2 separate regions of the Cricetulus griseus genome follow, and region 2 is linked to region 1. Evidence: chromatin contacts called from public Hi-C data. All regions are on one chromosome and are shown on one strand. Each heading gives the region's core, a stretch centred on a gene start, on an enhancer-like site or on the middle of the called end of the contact. The rest is flanking DNA. Distances are from core to core; before and after follow the strand shown. Region 1 overlaps Mtcl1 (microtubule cross-linking factor 1). Region 2 holds the start of Mtcl1 (microtubule cross-linking factor 1).

Region 1 (5,677 bases), core at 2,002-4,501:
TGGCCTATCTGGGCATGCAGGAAATTGAGCGAGTGCTGTAGTTGGACTTGGTTCTAAGAGCTCTGAGATCCTTAATTCCATCCTGGAACGGTTTGTTCACACCTCCTTTGTTGTGGGTGGATATCAGTCCTTAAAGTCATTACCCTGAGGCCTTCACTGTTGCCTTCAAACCCACTGGTTTACATAAAAGCTGGCGCACAAATGTTCCCTGTGCTGGAGCCCATCCCTCCAGCTTTGTAGGGATCTCTCCTAAGCCTCACATGGTCACTTTGTCACCTGTGACAGTTGTATGTCTTCTCCCCATGTGTCTCAATTCCTAAATTTGGAGAGAGGGTTTGTTGCTTTCTATTTGTTTTGTTTGTTTGTTTGGTATACAGGTGTCTTGCCTGCATGTATGTCTTGGGCACCATGCGTGTGCCTGGGGCATACAGAGCCCAGAAGAGGGTGTCAAGTCCCTCGAGAACTGGAATTACGATGTTTGTGAGCCGCCATGTGGGTGCTGGGAACTAAACCAGGTCCCTCTCTGTGCAAGCGCAGCCAGTGTCCTTAGCCACTGAGCCATACCTCGTGTTCCTTAGGTTTTTGTTTTTGAAACATGATCTTTGTATGTAGTCTAGGCTGGCTTTGAACACAAGTTCTTGTACTTCAGTCTCCTGACTGCTGAGGTCCCAAGTGTGGGCCACCGTACTTGTCACCGACCAGCTCTTTACAGCACAAGTCAGAGTGGCCCGTGACTTTGCATGTCCCGTCTGTTCCCCAGTCTTGCTTTCTGTCAAAGTACCCTTATACACAGTGGGCGGCCACTGCAGCCGCGCAAGCTCCTACCTCAGCCGCGCAAGCGTTGTGAGTGTTGGAGCCTCTGAGCTGCTGAAGCCTTTTGCCTGTTTTTAACTCCAGTGAATACTGCCAATGGTAATTCTCCTTAGCTGGAAGAACATCTTTAAAAATTATTTCAGCCATTGCCGGGTGTTGGTGGTGCACGCCTTTAATCCCAGCACTCGGGAGGCAGAGGCAGGCGGATCTCTGTGAGTTTGAGTCCAGCCTGGTCTCCAGAGCGTGTGCCAGGATAGGCTCCAAAGCTACACAGAGAAACCCTGTCTCGAAAAAAAAAAAAATTCAGCCAGGTTCCTGGGGTCCGTGATATGGAAAGACATGGTTAAGCAAAGCCTAGATGTGGTTGTGATGTGTCTTGTTGATCAGCACACTGGAATTCCTCCTCCTGTCATTTATAAAACTGCCACCGTGAGCAGTTGTAATTTACAAGAATAAAACTTTTCATTAATTTTTTAAACAATTTTATTTATTTATTATGTATACAACATTCTGCCTGTACGCCAGAAGAGGGCACCAGATCTCATTACGGATGGTTGTGAGCCACCATGTGGTTGCTGGGAATTGAACTCAGGACCTCTGGATGAACAGCCAGTGCTCTTAACCTCTGAGCCATCTCTCCAGCCCTCATTAATCTGTTCTAATAAATTGATCACTACAGCTCCTCAAGTGTAAGAGGCTCAGTGAGTGAAGCTAGCATCTCAGGGGGTGACCTGCAGGCTAGCCGTGAGCCGACAGGCCACACAGTTCCAGTGTGAGGAGGAGGCTTGTGTGAGACCAGGAGCTTGGTCTCTCACAGAGGCAGGTCTTGGCTTCTCCCGTAATGAGCCGCTGTCGTCGGGGAAAAGCCAGTCTCTAGAACAGCAGAATGTAACTAAGCCAAGTTGAATGATCATCTTGGGTGCTGCTTTCAGAGTGAACATTCAGAGAATGCACCTGGGTTTGCCGAGCTTAGCGTACAGGGGGGTCACCAGACCGATGGAACATACCAAGAGGACCCTGACCGAGGCTGCAGCCTTCTGGTGGGAGAGCATGCCCCACACTCCCCGGGACAGATCAGCGAAAATGGATCTCGGCTTCAGAACGCAGAAGGGGGACCGCTCAACCGGCAGGTGAGTGCCTGGCTCTAAGCCCGGTGTTCCATACACCGAGGTGGCTGTTGGGCCATGTCTCTGACATCTTTTTTTTTTTTTTTTTAAAGATTTTATTTATTTATTATGTATACAACATTCTGCTTCCATGTATATCTGCACACCAGAAGAGGGCACCAGATCTAATAACGGATGGTTGTGAGCCACCATGTGGTTGCTGGGAATTGAACTCAGGACCTCTGGAAGAGCTGCCAGTGCTCTCAACCTCTGAGCCATCTCTCCAGCCCCTGTCTCTGTCATCTTACTCCAAATGTTGATGTTCCTGGATGCAGAGAAGTCCTCTGCTGACTTGACCACCTGTCAGTATTGGGGGGTAGAGTAGGGGTGGCTACAATGTTACTAGCCATCGGGCTGTTCCTGAGTTCACTCCAGTGTCAGCTCATCTATTCATTTGGTTAAGGCGTAACTCAGGACCATTGTAAGATCAAGTCTATTGAGTATTTGTGCCTCCTTAGATCCAGAAAATTTGTCTCAGAAGATAGATATTCATTAGATAGACTTTTAAGCAGAGAGACTACTCATTTCTATCAAAGCCAGGGAACAACCTTGCAGGGCTCTGTGGTTGGTGTTTAACTGAAGTCATTGCCGGCAACACTGCATTGGTAACATAGTTTATAAGGAAAAATAAAGAAGTATTTGTTTAAATTCCCATCATGCACAAAGTGTTTCACGTTTCTCTTTGACCACTTAAAACACACACCCAAATGAAAATACATGGTGACGCTTTGGAAAAAATATCATAGTGTGTGTGAAGAGGAATTGGCTTTAAATATTAATTACTAAATGTACTACTGTGAGTACTACAAGGACACCCTGAAAACCAAATCCCCCACATGCACTATTGATAACAAACTTTATCATGTTATTTATTTTGCATTCCTTTTGATTTGGAGACTTGAGATCCTGAGGAGGCTCAGGGAGTACTTGGAAAACTCCAGGCTTTTCAGAGAGTTCCTACAGAAAGCCTGGAGTCCCCGCCCTGGCTGCTTGCTTGCTGGTGTAAGGGTGCAGATTTTGGCACTGGGCATGGCCCAGCCTTCCAGCCACAGGCATTCTGGATTACTCCTGCAGTCTGTTCAGCAGCTGCTACTTCTCACCTGTCTCCTCTGCCCACAGTGGCGTGGGTCACGTGGGAGGATGCTGTGACCAGCCCCTCATTGCAGATTCCAACAAGATCGTGGTGCCTTTGCAGTGCAGGCTAAGGGGATGTTTCTGTCTCTTCATATACAAATCAGAACAGTTGTCTGTGCCCCACCCACCTTCGTTTTCCCTAACAATGTGACTCAGGATGGGGTTAATAACTTTCAAAGGGGCCTCTCCTTGGAGTCATCAGGAAGTGCGTCAGTGTGCCAGAATCCCTGGGGAGACCTGAGGTCATGGAATAAGTTTTCCAGCAGTGATCTAGTTAGAAACTAGAATGTTACCAGTCATGAACAAAGCTTTAAAAGGCAGGCATTTTATTGTTTTGGAAAGTGGTATTGTCAGTTCTCCGCAGTGTTGGCGATAGGCTCCCATCTATAGACAGACCTGCCCTAGCTTAAGACCACGTGCTGGGCATTTCCCAGGAGTTCATGCAAACTCTTTGGAAAAGGGAAGAGATGCTGCACATCTGGTTTTCTAAACAGTCATGGAAAATGTCACCCTTGGGGTGAACAATAATGTAAAGTCACTCAGCCGGAACCACCCACCAGAGTGTCTGAATGTTTATCTCCCCCTGTCTTCTGTGGTTACTCTTAAAAGTGGGACAGGCTAGGACAGGCATGTGGGTTTCCACTGGGTGCAGCGTGCTGGAGGATGGGCTGAAGGGGGAGTGCGCATGTCAGAATTAGGTCTGCATTTCATTGAATCTGCCAGCCCGCAGCCGTGAAAGCTAATGTGTGCACAGTGCCATTCGGAAGAGGACAGGGGATTAATGAGCCCTACCGGAAGCGACAGCTGGCTCGCTGAGAGTGAACAGTCTCTGTTAGAAGATTCGCCTCCCTGGGAGTGGCATGGTTGTTAGCTGGGCAGCCTGCACGCAAGAACCCATAGATATGTTTTTGAAGAGCTTCTGTGCAGAACCATGGCCCCCTCAAAGCCGGCAGAACCTTGGGGAATGGCTTTCCCAAGGATGAATGAGCAAGTAACAAAAAGTAACAAAATTTCTCCCTCCGTTGTGGATTTGTATCTTAACCACAGAACACTGTAGATGGCATCATTTATTATAAACAAAGAAGTTTAAAAAAATATCAAATGTACCCACTCACACTGAGTGCAGGTCAGAAGCAAAATCCATCAGTTTGGCAAACATTTGGCTGTGCCAATGTTCCCTGCCTCCTCGGCCTTTAGTTACACCATCCCATGGCAGTGACCTTCAGCGTAGTATGAGCTTTCATTTTCCTTGCTGCTGTGTCAAGCTGAGGCTGAGCAGGGGAGAGCCGACTGTATCACTCCCATCAAGCTCTGAGCTGTCGGCTGCCCAGTGGCCATTTTCAGCCAGCATTCCTGAGGCTGTTTATGGATTTCGTACTTTTAGTAATTCCTGAAACTGTTAGACCCTCAGAAAGCTGAGGCTTTCAGAATCTTAGCCCAGGACGGCGGCCACCCCAAACACAGAATGGAGGCGAAAGCTTGATGCAAACTGCATGAGGCTTTATTGTAATTTAACGAACTAACCCCATGTTAGCTCGGGTCTTTCACCCACCCGCCATGGCGGATGGCGAGAAAAGACGGCTCCTTGGGTCTCCCAAAAGATCTTATAGGGCAGCGTAAGGGGAGTGTCTAGGGGTACGCACAGGCTTACGATTGGTGTGCCTCCAGGCTTGGAGGGCTTGCCCTGTGTTGATTGGTCAACTGGTTGTTATGGCCCATAGGCCCTCCCAGGGCGGTTGCTATGCTCTCTACGTCATTGCTGTGCGCTTGTCCGTAAAGCACACCCAGAGCCATAAAGCATAGCGCCACCAGCTAACTTCCGATTGGCTCCTTGTCATGAGACAGGCATCTGACTTTCTAGTGACTAACTTCTGATGGGTTCCTTGTCACGAGACAGGCATCTGACCTCTACGTGACCAAGGCAGGTTTATGGCAAGCATGTGTTCGGCTGTAATGGCTGCCAAAAGGGAAGCCGGTTCCTTTAAAACCAAGGTCTGAAACACAGGTGATTCATGTTGTCAGTATTGGGACCCTGTGGTCCTAGGGTGGCTTGGATAACTAGAGAGAAAGCAGCTTGTTTTCCTGGCATCAGAATAATTAATTAAAGAGAGACGACACAGTTTATGTTATGAATGAGGTGAGCCTAACATAAGATTCACTGTAAGAGCTTGAGAAGTTCTGTTTCACATTAAGCTCTAAGACCTCGTTCTGCTGCTAGGGTCCTTCGTCCCCAGTCCAGCCCCGGTGTTAAACGCCGTAAGAGGCTGCCCCCAAAGCTGGCCTTCCTTCTACTAACAGGCTTTGACCAACTCTAGTACTTGAAACCTTGTTTTCTAGCTATCCATGCTGCCTTTCTCTCTTTTTTTCCTCCCAGGACAATGAAACTTATAGAAAAAGCACTTCTAATAGATGAGATTAGCATGTCAGAACTTATTCGGGAGGCTGAGGCAGGAGAATTTCAAGTTAGAGACCAACCTGCACTACATAGCTGAATTTGTCTAAAAAACAAACAACAGACCTCAGTGACTGAGGATGTAGATTAGTTCAGTAGTAGGACAGCCAAC
Region 2 (5,677 bases), core at 1,016-3,515, 85 kb before region 1:
GCACGTCTTGTTGTGTTGGTATTCTACAGAATAAAGAACTTAAGTTTCATTTAAATTATAAACCATTAATCTTTAGACTAATTTAATAAGAGAAAAGAATCTTTTCAAATTACAGCTGACTTTAAACATTTGCCACAGGCGGCAGAACTGTGCGTGTGTTCGAGCACCTCCACACGCACTGGGCTACATGTGGGTGGTGGGTGTGTGCGTGTGCTGTATGGACGTATAGTGTGGACGTATATTCCTTCCCGCCTCTCCACCCCCCCCACTCTCTTGAGACCCCAGAGCACATTTGTTTCTGCTACACTGGCTGTCCAGTGAGATCCCGGGATCTACCGGATCCATTCCCTCCTGCGCGCAGGTCACAGGAGAACACAGACCTCTCTGGTTTTGTTGTTGTTGTTGTTGTTGTTGTTGTTGTTTTTACCTGGTGCGGGTGTTGGAACGCCTGACCACATGCTTACACTGAGCCATGCCACCAACCCAACAAGCACCTGCCTCTTTAAACCCGTTAACTTACAGGAAACAGGAAAACAAAGAATTACCTAACACCCCAGGCCAGGTGCAGGTAGGTAGCGTCACCATCATCCTAAGAAAGAGGAACTTGGTCCTCTCTAAAGGAAAAGGAAGCCGGGTACCAGTCTTGTGGATGTTTTTGGAAGACAACTTACTGGAACGCTTTTGGGTGGATTTTTGCGTGACTGTGTATAGTCTGAAGAGGTGGCATGCTGTACTTAAAGTCCTGGACGTAATTCTTCAGGAATGTGAGGGTGTGGGTGTTCTAGGTCACCTGCCCGGGACTGGAGTCGCCACTTTGGTACTGAAGGAGGCACTGGAGCTCCCTCTAGTGGTCATGCTTAACCAAGCGTGGCTGCCGGCCTCTATTCTCTTTCCTGGCCCACAATCTAACAACCAACTAGTGTCCTTTTCCCTCCAAGCACTCCAAGGCGACTCAGGATGTATCTCACTTTCAAAAGATTTCCAGAAAAGCGGTTCTCCAAGGCCGGGCCCGGTTTCAGTACGGTCTGACTTTCCGGAGCACGACTTTCCGGATTTATGCTTAAAAAAAAAAAAGTCAGTTTCTGGTGCAGCTTCGGACAGTTCTGGCTAAGTAGGGTCACTCTGTGGTTAGGATTACAGACTTCGGAGTCAGTCTTCCTTTAACATTTCCAAGTCTGTCATCTCTCTTTGGGGTGTTTTATGTCTCAGCAAGTCAGATGAATCAGGCTCAGAATCCATCCCTCTTCCCCCACAACTTCAAATCTAAGCCTCGCCCTCCTTACACTGCGCTGTGGACTGGCCTCTGCCCAAAGCCCAGCGCATCTCTCAGGAAGACACAGGACTTAAGCTTGTCTTCGGCGCATTTACTGTCCATCCAAAGCCTGGGACGTCGCCACGCTCACTGTCACAATCACTTTCCGGGAGAAGGACGTCCTCCTGTTTCCCCATTTAATCAGCATGCAGCCAGATTCGGTGTCCTGTGAGTCTACAGGTGAGGAAGGAACCCGAGACTCACAAGGTCAAGCGTCCTGCACACGGGGCGGGAGGAGACTGTGCTCAGGTTCCCTGGAGCTCTAAGGCACACGGCTGGCTGAGACTCCTGCAGACCTGGGTTCGAAACCCGGCTGAGCCTCGGAGCTCAGTCACCTCCTCGCGCCCGTGTTTGGTTCTGAAGGCAGGGTTTCCAATTCGGGACTGTTACTAGCACGATAAAGCGTGAGCCAGCAGCGCCTGGCTCACGGCCGCAGGAACTATAAATGTGAGCTCCCTTTCAGACCCCAAGCCTGGCGAACGGCTTGGCTTCTCCTATTTCTACAGCGGCTCCTCCCTCCCGGAGCTGCCCAGGCCACCGGGGGTGCCAACTGTGGAGCGCTGCGCCGGTCTTGACGCTGCATCCGGCACCAGCGATCCTTCAGAGGCTCCGGGGAGAGCGGCGGGGAGCTGGGGCGGGGAGGCAGGAGAGAGGACGGGATAGAGGGGGCTGGGCGGAACGCAGAGAGAGCTGGCACCCCCTGCGGAGGCCCCGCCACACGGCCCGCACCTCCAGGGTCCCCGAGGGGCCCAGGCTCTCCCTCTCCCCGCCCTTCATCCCAGCGTCTTCCCTTCCTAGCCAGCCCTGGGTGGGGTCCCCAGCGCATCCAAAGGCAAACAGTGGTCCGCCGGCTCTGCGTCCCCAGAGCTCCGGCCCCGCCCTCCAGCCCGCCCCGCCCCGCCCCTCCGCTCCGCTCCCCTCCCCGGCCGGGTGGCAGGAGGCGGGCGTGCGCGCGGGGCTCGGGGCGGAGGGGAGCGAGCGTGCAGCTTCTCTGCGCCCGAGCCGCCGGGCAGAAGCCGTGGCTGCCGGTCGGTCCCGAGTGGGCGGGGAGCGGGGCGCAGGAGCCCGGCGCGCGCCGCCAGACAAGTGTTTTTTTTGTGTGTGTGTGTCTGGGTGCCAGGCCGCGGCTGCCTGCGAGCTCTGAGCGCGCGGCGCAGGGGATGCGAGCGGCCGCCGAGGCGGCTGTGCCGGGAGAACCCGAGCGCCGCTGACCCGAGCGAGGGGAGAAACTCCCCCGGGTCTGCCGAGTGAGGGGGAGGGGACGGCGGGAGCGCGGGGCGCACGCCGGGCGGGGCAGGGGGTCAGTGATGACCGGGCGCGCGGGGAGGCTGCACGCCGCCGCCGCCACCGCCGCCCGGAGCATCTGCCGCCTGAGCTGCGGATCGCGGCCGCCGCCCGGGCCATGGAGACGCTGAACGGCCCCGCGGGCGGCGGCGCCCCGGACGCCAAGCCGCAGCCAGCCGGCCAGCATCACCGCCACCACCACCTGCACCCGCTGGCCGAGAGGAGGCGGCTGCACCGCGCACCCTCGCCCGCCAGACCTCTCCTCAAGGATCTGCACACGCGGCCCGCCGCCGCCACCCCCTCTGCGGGCCGTGCCCCGACTCCCGCCGCTCCGCGCTCGCCCAGCCTCGCCGGCAAGGCGCCGCCGTCGCCCGGGCCCCGGCCGCAGCCGGCCGCCTCTCCCGGCGCAGCGGCGTAGTCCCCGGCGCGAAGGACAAGCCGCCGCGGTCGCCGGAGCCAGGGCGGCGGGCGGCGCCAAGGCCACCCCGGGGACCAGGAGGGCGGCGCGCGCGGGGCCGGCGGAGCCACTGTCCCGGGTCGGGAGGCCGGCTGGGGCCGAGCCGCCGCCTGCCGCCGCGAAGGGCCGCAAAGCCAAGCGCAGCCCCGGGACGCCTCCGGCTCGCGCCGTCGGGCCCCCGGCCCCCGCCGCCCGGGTCCCCGCCGTGACCCTCTCTGTGACCTCGGTGGCCGGCTCGCGTATCAGCCACACGGACAGCAGCTCGGATCTCTCGGACTGCGCCTCGGAACCCTTGTCTGATGAGCAGCGCCTGCTCCCCGCAGCCAGCAGCGACGCCGAGTCGGGGACCGGCTCCAGTGACCGCGAGCCCCTGCGCGGAGCACCCACCCAGAGCCCCGGAGCCCGCGGGCCACCTCCGGGCAGCCCCGAGCCCCCCGCGCTGCTCACGGCGCCCCCTGTCGCTGATGCCAGTCTCGGGGGCCGAAGCAGCCCAGGCGGGGCACCCTCGGGGTCTCCGGGACCCGGTTCTGTGGAGGATGTTGGGGGCCGAACGCCACCGGAGAGGACGATTCTCGGGACCCCCAGGGAGCCTGGCTTGGGCGAACAGCCCCGGCTCCTGGTGGTGGCTGAGGAGGAAGAGCTGCTGAGGGAGATAGAGGAACTGCGTTCGGAGAATGACTACCTCAAGGTGAGCGTCTCTGGGGTGGCAGGTGTCTCCGAGGCCGACCCCGGGTCCTCTGGCTGCCCTCAGGGCCTGCGAGCCCAGTCTCCCGGGGGCCTCATTAACTCCTTACCTCTTACACTTTGCACTGCACTGCACCCCATATCCACTAGGTTTTGGTAACTTAACCCTAAACTTGTGGGAAGACCTGTAGGTCTGGTTTTTAGCCTTTGGCTCTTGCTGTTTGTAAGAAGTCTTGCGTGTCTTCGCTGACGTCGTTTAGGTGTCTGTCAATCGTTCTCAGTACACTGACCCCTGCACTGTCACCTGTTGACGGTCACCTAGAAGCCCAGCCGCGACCCTACACGTGCACTTGTGTGTGGTGTGGTTTCCAGGTGCTGGACTTACCCGCAGGTCCTCCTGTGGGTTCGGAAAGCTGGGCCCCCCACTCGGTATCCTCCAAGTCTCTGGGGTATAGCAGAGAGGGCGAGTCTTTTTAGTGATAAACAGATGTTAAATTCAGACGAAGGGCCTTGAACTTGTGGCCTGTGTTCAGGGACAGCGATAGTGTGTGTGTGTGTGTGTGTGTGTGTGTGTGTGTGTGTGTGTGTGTGTGTGTGTGTGTGTGAGCAGCCCTTTGTAAGTGACCACAAGTAGTCTTCCAACACCTGTGTCAAGAAAGGATACACAGGCTCTTTCGAAAGAACTGCAGCCTTCCACTCTGAGTGTTGTCCAGTGTGGCCTGCTAGCCATGGTCTTGTCTGGTTAACATTGGGACAAATAATCGGACTCCATCTTCTCCCCAGGGCTGGCCTGTAGGAGAGGGTTTAAACAACGTTGGGGGTGAGTTAAGGACAGTGGAGATGGTTGGATAAGAGAAAACGAAGGGGGGAGGTAGTGAAAGTGACCTAATTTGTTGTGATCCTTAGGTTAGTAAATAACTCCAGGAATGTAAATCTGTTCACTCCTCTGTTAAGATCATGAATATCCTGCCCAGAGCCAGGCCGCCCATGGTTGTGCGATTTTCGTTAGCAGGTGTTGAACCTGCCTGATTGAGGCTGGGATGGAGGTTCAGGGTTTTGAGGTGACGGTGGTGAAATGTACAACTCAAGCTGGAATGAACACCTTCATGGTGGGTCCTCTGAACCCAAATGGTTTATCAGAAGTGACTCTTGAGTCCAGTAATGAGGTTATCATAGGTGTAGCAAGGCAGACGGAAGCGAGAACAGGCACTGGGGATGCTTCCGATAGTGTGTTTGCTCTTGTCGCTTGGTCTTATGTAATAGATAGCAGCAGAGTGCATTTGTTTCAGAGGTGTGGACAGAAAAGGCAGCTGTAACGCTGTGCAGATGCCTAGTTAAACACAGTCCCGCAGGGTGCAGGGTGGGAGAGGAAATCATGCGTTTGCAGCCCCAGCAGTAGGCTTAACTCACGGACTATGACCTGCAGTAGTTCTGCAGGATTCAAACTACTGGGCAAAAAAAAAACCCGAAGTTTTCTTTAAAGAAACTGTCACAGCATCCTTGATCTCAGAGCAGGCAACTTAAGACACCATTTCTAAGCTAATTCTTGATTGCCGCCTTATTTGCTTTGCCTACATACTTGATTTGAAATGCACGATTAGATCCTCAGTGAGGGAAAACAGCCATCTGACCTTGGAGTCTGATTTCTATGCATTTGTCATTTCACTGGACCCTCACCACACGAATTGGGTTTTGCCCATTTCCTCCACACACCACCATTCTAGGTGTAGAACTCTCCGGCCTGAGCATGCTAAGCAAGATCTGTGCTACTGCCCCACGCCCTCCAGACCCTGCTGCTGTTACGTCACAATTCCAATTCCTCAGGCAGAATGCTAGGTATCAGACACTATGCTTTGCCCAGGGCTACCCTGCCAAAAAAGTGGTGCTCCCTTCTGTTGCCCCTTCCAGAGCCTGCCCACCAGGCTGCACTCCACTTGGCA

The links. A called contact is a pair of places that touch in the nucleus more often than the background predicts.
Region 2: a Hi-C map of the CHO-K1 cell line shows a contact between it and region 1, with 2.8 times the contacts expected there. The contact joins the promoter of Mtcl1 here to the enhancer-like site in region 1. A contact is called at or near these places in 3 of 8 Hi-C or Micro-C datasets (the CHO-K1 cell line and fibroblasts).

Annotation. Positions count from the first base shown.
Region 1 is chr2:455,286,170-455,291,846 of CriGri-PICRH-1.0, reverse strand. It overlaps Mtcl1 (microtubule cross-linking factor 1), which reads left to right. Exons shown (of 17, transcript XM_035441173.1): 11 at 1,746-1,943. Among named protein-coding and RNA genes, the nearest start is that of Mtcl1, 85 kb to the left of the region's middle. Within about 2 kb of position 3,251, at least 3 of the 6 cell types and tissues checked have open chromatin away from gene starts, as enhancers often do. A contact at or near this core is called in the CHO-K1 cell line and fibroblasts, where this site is marked.
Region 2 is chr2:455,370,332-455,376,008 of CriGri-PICRH-1.0, reverse strand. It overlaps Mtcl1 (microtubule cross-linking factor 1), which reads left to right and starts at 2,265. Exons shown (of 17, transcript XM_035441173.1): 1 at 2,265-2,973; 2 at 2,976-3,041; 3 at 3,044-3,741. The coding sequence starts at 2,715. It overlaps LOC118238441 (a long non-coding RNA gene), which reads right to left and starts at 2,178. Exons shown (of 2, transcript XR_004768773.1): 1 at 546-2,178.